2 separate regions of the Canis lupus genome follow, and region 1 is linked to region 2. The links are chromatin contacts, called in public Hi-C maps. All regions are on one chromosome and are shown on one strand. Each heading gives the region's core, a stretch centred on a gene start, on an enhancer-like site or on the middle of the called end of the contact. The rest is flanking DNA. Distances are from core to core; before and after follow the strand shown.

Region 1 (3,480 bases), core at 970-3,469, 120 kb after region 2:
TGGAACACAGGTACCACCCGGGCCCCCTCGCCCAGCACTTTGGAGCACTCCCAGCCAAGAGCAGGCAGGGGAAGGAGAACCTCTGGCATATCTAATAAACTAGACCATCCTATTTGTTAAGGAGGCAAAAGGCAGAAATTTACCTTGAACATTTTCTTGGGAGTTTCATTTCCCTGGAAACATGTGGCCCACATTTCTCCTGCATGTGGGTCAGTATTTGCCCATGTCCTTCTCTTATTTTCTCATTGTAGCTTTTTTTTTTTTTTTTTTTTTTTTTAATAGTAAGCTCTGTCTGCAGGGCACCTGGGTGGCTCAACGGTTGAGCATCTGCCTTTGATTCAGGTCGTGTTCCCCGGGTCCTGGGATCGAGTTCTGCCCGCATCAGGCTTCCCTGCAGGGAGCCTGCTTCTCCCTCTGCCTCTCACACTCTGTGTCTCTCATGAATAAATAAATAAAATCTTAAAAAAAAAATAAAGTAAGCTCTACACCCAACGTGGGACTTGAACTCATGACCCTGAGATCAAGAGTCACAGGCCCTACTGACTGAGCCAGCCAGACAACCCTCATTTGAGTTTTTTTTTTTTTAAAGATTTATTTATTTATGATAGACATAGAGAGAGAGAGAGGCAGAGACACAGGAGGAGGGAGAGGCAGGCTCCATGCCGGGAGCCCAATGTGGGACTCGATCCCGGGACTCCAGGATCACGCCCTGGGTCAAAGGCAGGCGCTAAACTGCTGAGCCACCCAGGGATCCCCTCATTTGAGTTTTTAAAGCTTTAACATAGAAGCAATACATAATCTCTCTCTAAAAGGTGCTAACAATATAAAATCCAGGTAAAAGAGGCAAAAGTTTTATTCACCTTTATTCCTTTTATTCACCTTCACTAGCTCAGGAGTTTACTAGAGAGAGCTAATAACTACTTCAAACAGTATGACACATATCCTTCCAGACATGTTCCATAAATTTGCAAGTATATATATGTTGTGTGTGTATGTATACATAAACTCTTTGTTTTATTTTTATTTATGTTGAATTTATTTTTATTTATTTTTATTTTTATTTATTTTATTTATTCATGAAGACACACAGAGAGAGGCAGAGACACAGGCAGGGGGAGAAGGAGGCTCCCTCTAGGGAGCCCGATGTGGGACTCAATCCCAGGACCCTGGGATCACGCCCCGAGCCAAAGGCAGATGCTCAACCAGTGACCCACCCAGGTGTCCTAAACTCTGTTTTAAATATACCACCAGAGCCCTATTTATAGACACTTGTACAACTTTTTTTTTCCCACTTAAAATATCTATTGGGCAATTTTCTATGGGGACCTGAAGTTTTTTAAAAAATTAGCTATAAATTTTGGGGAAAATATAATACATGCTTCTGGTTGGGGGTAGATTCAAATCAGAGGGTTTATGGGGAAGGTAAATCTTCCTCCTCCCACCCCCCCAGACAGTCATTAGCAGCAATTTTTCTGTGTATCATTCCAGAAATAGTCTATGCATAGATCAGCATATATGTATATCAAATATACCTTTCTTTGTCTTTACCTTGCATTTTTCTCTTAGATCTTTTGGAGAGCATTTCCTGTTAGAAATAATGGGCTTTTTAAATGGTGGCATAGTATTTCTTCGAATGGTGCTCCCCGATGCCTTTTACTTGCCCCTCCTGATGGACTTCGGGTGGATTTCAGTCTTTGCCTCTGCAAACAGGGATGTAATAAATACTCCAGTCTAATGCACACCCTGTGATTCTTTGCTCAAACACACTCACTGCTTTCTGAAAGCAGCAGCTTACCTCCACACCTGTCCTTAAATTGCCTTCATCCGTAGGAGAAGTGATTGAATTAGGGTTGTTTTCTTTTTTTAAATGAGGGTTTAAAACAGAGAATTAATAACCCATTAAAAATCTATTATGAACACGTGCCCTCTCCTGTAGTTTTTAATCTTCCCTCCAGCTTGAGAGTGAGAAGCTCGTGAGAAAGAAAGAAAAAGTCATGTTTCCTACCCACCCCCCCGCCCCCCGCACCCCTTCACCCCAACCCCAGCCCCACCCAGGGGCCAGACAGCCTTGCCAGGATTATTGCGTTAGAGTCCCATGCCTGGGTTACAAATGCCTGCTATATATTGTGTAATTCTGCTCCATATCCTCTGTTCATCGTGGGCTCAGAGAAGGCTCACGGCTCACTCTTACAATTTAGGTGCAGCTTCCTGTTCTCTGTGTGAGTGTGTGTGTGTGTGTGTGTGTGTGCGCGCGCTAGGGTGAAGCCTTGGGGATTTAGAACAAAGTGTGTCCTTGGAAAGAAGTGGTTGGGATTTTGTGAGCGCAGTAGGTTGGAGAGGGAACTCCCCTCCCGGGGGAGGAGTCTGATTTCATTATGCATTTGGAAACCTGGTGAAATCGTGTATACAACCGAATCTTTTTGCTCAGCCCGTGAGGTCTTTTTGTTCTTTGTCTTGCAAAGCAAATTTCTGTTACGCCTGGGAAGAAGGGGAATTTGAGGTAAAGAGGAGGGCAGCTCCTTATGCCTTGTAACAAGCAAGCTAATTGAAAAATTTAATTCAGGAAGAGATGCAACAAGACCAAAATGAAAGAGGAACCGGGCCTGCCCATGTTCAGAGCAGGAAAACCGAAGAAGTTGCCATCCCCGAGTTAAAATTTTTGCGGGGCCGGGGATTTGCGGGGCTTGCTCGATTTGTCATTGAAATTCAAAATCTTGTTTGCTGTTTATCTTGAGGCTCGGGGAGCTCTCCTGCTGGTTAGAAAAAAGGAGGCGAGGTCCAGGAAGAAATGCTAGTAATAAGAAAGGGAGGGATTAGAAACCCCAGAGAGAAAGGGAGGTGTAAATAATATGTGGGCATTTGACAATCAGCACAAAGAAATGAGAGACAAAGCCAAATGCCTGCTGCCAGAAATCCTAAAAACTTAAGTGGGTAACTCAGATGTAGGAAGAATGTCCCACGGAAAAAAAAGGGGGGGGGGGACAAAATCCTAGAACATCTTTTCCTCTGTGACGATGGGGTCTAATGGAGTAAATAAGCATTGGTTTTGCCCCGCTCGTGTGCAAAGGAGCCAGCTTCAGGATTGGAGCTCCCCGGGACAGCCTGAGCCTTAGGACAAGACGGGGGGAGGGGGAGGGGGAGATGGGGTGGTAAGCCGGGGAGGAGAGTCATCCACCAAAAAGGAGACAAGCTTGGGGCAGAATTATCTTTATTATCTTTTTCCCCACGAGTCCGATCTATTTGGGTCACCTCCGTCCTCCTGTTCCTCTTTTTTTTTTTTCCTCCCAGGACCCCCCCTCCCCTTGAACGGACTTGCTTAGGAAAGAGGGAAAAGGCAGTTTTAGCCAAAAGCTAGTAAGGGGGACAAAGTTAAACTCCCCGGACAGTGGGCACCTCTTTCAGAGGCTGCGGGTGCAGTTAGGATCTGGCCCTTTCTAAATTGCGTGACTTTCTTTGCTGTAAGAGGAGAATACTACCACG
Region 2 (3,397 bases), core at 556-3,055:
AGCCCGGCCTCGGGGGGCCCCCGGCAGCGCCCTCCTCCCCCCTCCCCGGCCCGTGCCGCTCGCATTTTGGGGCCAAAGCAAGAGAAGAGGGCTCTACATCTGAAACTGCGCGGTTTCGCCACTCAGCGCCTCCTGGCAGAAACTTCCCTTTTAAAAAAAAAAAAAAGAGAGAGAGAGAGAAAAAAAGAAAAGAAAGAAAGAAACACTTATAGGGAACAGTTCAATCCTGCCTGCCCTTTAGAGTTACGAGTTCTGCCTCCAGCTGGCTCTGGGACTCCGACTGGAAGCGAGGTGTAAAGATATTCTTCTAAGCGTTTAAGGGCCATTTAAAAAGTTTCAAAAAATCTTTAAAATTAAAGGGGGGGGGGTAGGGAGGGAGGAGAAAAAAAAAAAAAGGGAAGAAAAGAAAGCACCTTGTCCACACACACACACACACACACACACACACACACACCTCCAGGGAACGCAGCCCGTGCGCCGCCGGCTCGGGGATGGGCAGGACCCGGGGAGCCGGGCCGGGCGCGGGGGCGCGGGGGGCGCGGGGGGCGCGGGGGCGCGGGGGGGGCCGCGGCGGCGCCAGGCCCCTCCCCCGGCCCCGTAGACGCGCCCTCCGCCCGGCCCGTGGGGACGGTCCCGGCCATTGTTTGCGGGGGACGCCTGTTAGGGCGCATTGTTTTGGCTGCTCCCAAGTTGCCCCGGCCCCTCCCGGGCGCTCGCGGGGGGCCCGGCCGGCACACCCCGGGAGCCGCCCAACTTTCCCGGGGCAGCGCCCGCCCGCCCGCGCCCCGCAGCCCCGCGCCCCGCAGCCCGCGCAGAGCGGCCGCCCCCGCCCCCGCCCCCGCCCCCGGGCCCGGGATGCGAGCGCCGCTCGGACGCCCGCCCGGGGCTCGGCCGGCGGCGGAGGGGGCGCCCGAGAGGAGCCGCGCCGGCGGGCGGCGGGCGGCGGGCGGCGGGCGGCGGGCGGCGGGCGGGGGTCCCCGGGGCGGGGGCGGGGGCGGGGGGGGGCGGGCTCCCGGGGCCCCGGGGGGCGAGGCGCGGCGCGGCGCCCCCTTTACCTGCGGCTCCGGCTCCTCGGCCATTTCCTCGCTCGGCGGCGGCCGGGACTGAACTGACACCACACGAGCGAGCCGAGGTTTGAATGAGGAGGGGAGGGGGCGGGGAAGGCAGGAGGGAGGGGAGGCGACGGGGAGTTTCTCTCGGCCTTTTGTGCGGACACCTCCCGGCTTCCGCGCCCGCACCGGCCCCCCGAAAGCGGCGGGGGTCGCCGGGCGCGGGGCGAGGCCATCCCCCGGGCCCCGCGCCGCCGAGACCGCCCCCCGCACGGCGCCCCCCGCCCCCACCCGCCCCGCCCGGGGATTTGGGGGCCGGGCTCACCTCGGGCGCGGGGCTAAGGTGAGCGGGGCGGGGGTGCGCACGGGGCAGAGGCGCGGGCGCCCCCTACGCGTCCGCGCGCGGACAGTGCAGGCGCGGGGGGTCCCTAGGGCCGCCGGGGCGCGGCGCGTCCGGCGCAGGGGGACTGTTGGGTCAGAAAGTGCTCAGGGAGCAGCTGTTGCGCCCTCCCCCGGCCCCGCCGCTCCGCGACGCCCCGCCTCCTGCCTCCGCCGGCCGCGCGGCCCCGCCCCTCGGCCCCGCCCCCGGGCCACGTGGTCCGCGCAGGCGCGCCCCTGCCCCGCCCACCGCCGCGGACTCCGCCTCCGGGACGCCAGCGCGCGCCCCCGCGTTCCGGCCCGCGATGCCCGCGCACGCGCACGCGCGCGCCTCCCCCCCCCTCCCCCGCCCCGCCCCGCCCCGCCCCGCCCCCCCCATCCGGCTAAACGTGGCCCGCGCGCGCTCCGGCCGTTCCACGGACAGGTACGCGGGGAGGGGGCCCGGGGGCGGCGCGCAGGCGCAGGCGCAGACGCACGCCCCGGCCCCGGCCCCGCCGCCTCCCGCCTCCCGCGCAAGGTGTGCCCGGGCGAGGGAGGGGGTCCCCCCGCGTGCCCGCCCCGCGCCTCTGCACCCGGTTGGGGGCAGGTGAGAGGGCGGCCGGGCGCAGACGGTTTTTCGGATTTTCGCCGAGGGCGGGGGTGAGCGAGGTCGAGGAGCTGGACGCGATTAAAATGGCTCAATTACTACCTTCCTAAAGCTGTCCCGTAATTGTCGTGGTTTTTTTTTTTGTTTTGTTTTTTTTTGTTTTTTCCCTAAAAGCGCCCGACTTGCGCCGCTATTATAACTTGAGATTTCTGAACTTGGCCCGGGTTCCGAGCATCCACTTTGGCTTTGCTAGAAACCCACGTGGATGAAACCAGGCTTCCCAAATCCCCGGGGGAGGGGGGGGCCTGTGTCCCCCCATCTCGGCCCCCCCCCCAGGAGGAACCCTGGAAGCAACAATCACAACCACCAAGTTTTTGGCCCCAAAATGCAAACGAATGCAAATGTAAACAGAGCTCTGCAACTCAACACACAAAAACAGCCAAGTGGTGGAGGGTTTTTTTTGTTTTTTTGGGTTGGTTTTTTTTTTTTTTTTTTTTTTTATGGGATATGGGTGTATCCCAAATGGAAAAACTTAAAAACCTATCAAGAAAGGCCCTTAAAGTATATATTTAATAAATGGGGTGGGGGGTGGGTAGGGCGATATACATGCTCTGCCGGTGAGCAATCGAAAATGGAATTTGAGAGACAGCTTCTTAGCAGAGGGGAAGAATTTGCCAAGTGTGATGCTTTGCTGTCATTTTATATATAACTACTAACCCCACATATGGTCTGGTTAGTCTTTTTTTTTTAAAGGAAGTGAACCAATTACTTACAATTAATTAGCAGTGCCAGAAGTAAATTCTTTGGCCAGAACTCTCTTTTTTTTTTTTTCCCCCCCAACCACTCAAAATACACCGATGTTGATCATTTCTATTTCCAGCACCAGGGTTCCTTTTCTCAGGGAAGATAAATATCTTTCTTTAAAATATTTTTTAAGCCCCTATAGTCACATCCTAAAACGCAATCCCAGAGACGCTCTTCAACAAACAAGAAACTTCATTTAACTTAACCAAAACAAATGACTTGGAGCATTGCTACAAAACAAACTATGAGCAAGTGGAACCAGGTTGAGCCTCCACATTCGGTGTAGCCTCGCTCTACATGTTAATGGATAACCTTTGAACTCTGAAACCTTGAATGCTGTAAACACAATGGCACTGATAGCTAAAAATTCTAGTGTCAAAATTGGGCAAAAAGAAAAAAAAAATCCAAACTTTGCAGGAGGGGGATAGGCAAACAATCAAATGTTTTGACAAATAATCGCTCACTAAGAACAATGAGGCTTCTGGCTCTCAGACCTTGTTGCTACTGAATTATTTTCTGAGCAAAAACGGTTGTGCTTTCTCTCTCTCTCTCTCTGCTCTTACAAAGCTACCACTTTGTT

What was found. A called contact is a pair of places that touch in the nucleus more often than the background predicts.
Region 1: a Hi-C map of blood shows a contact between it and region 2, with 1.6 times the contacts expected there. The contact joins the enhancer-like site here to the promoter of LOC119877503 in region 2. A contact is called at or near these places in 3 of 9 Hi-C or Micro-C datasets (amygdala and blood).

What each region holds. Positions count from the first base shown.
Region 1 is chr24:40,214,457-40,217,936 of UU_Cfam_GSD_1.0, forward strand. No RefSeq gene overlaps it. Among named protein-coding and RNA genes, the nearest start is that of ZNF217, 130 kb to the left of the region's middle. Within about 2 kb of position 2,220, at least 10 of the 20 cell types and tissues checked have an H3K27ac peak or open chromatin away from gene starts, as enhancers often do. A contact at or near this core is called in blood, where this site is marked.
Region 2 is chr24:40,098,692-40,102,088 of UU_Cfam_GSD_1.0, forward strand. LOC119877503 (C2 calcium-dependent domain-containing protein 4B-like) reads right to left here and starts at 1,806. Exons shown (of 3, transcript XM_038573000.1): 1 at 1,788-1,806; 2 at 1,056-1,369. The coding sequence starts at 1,806.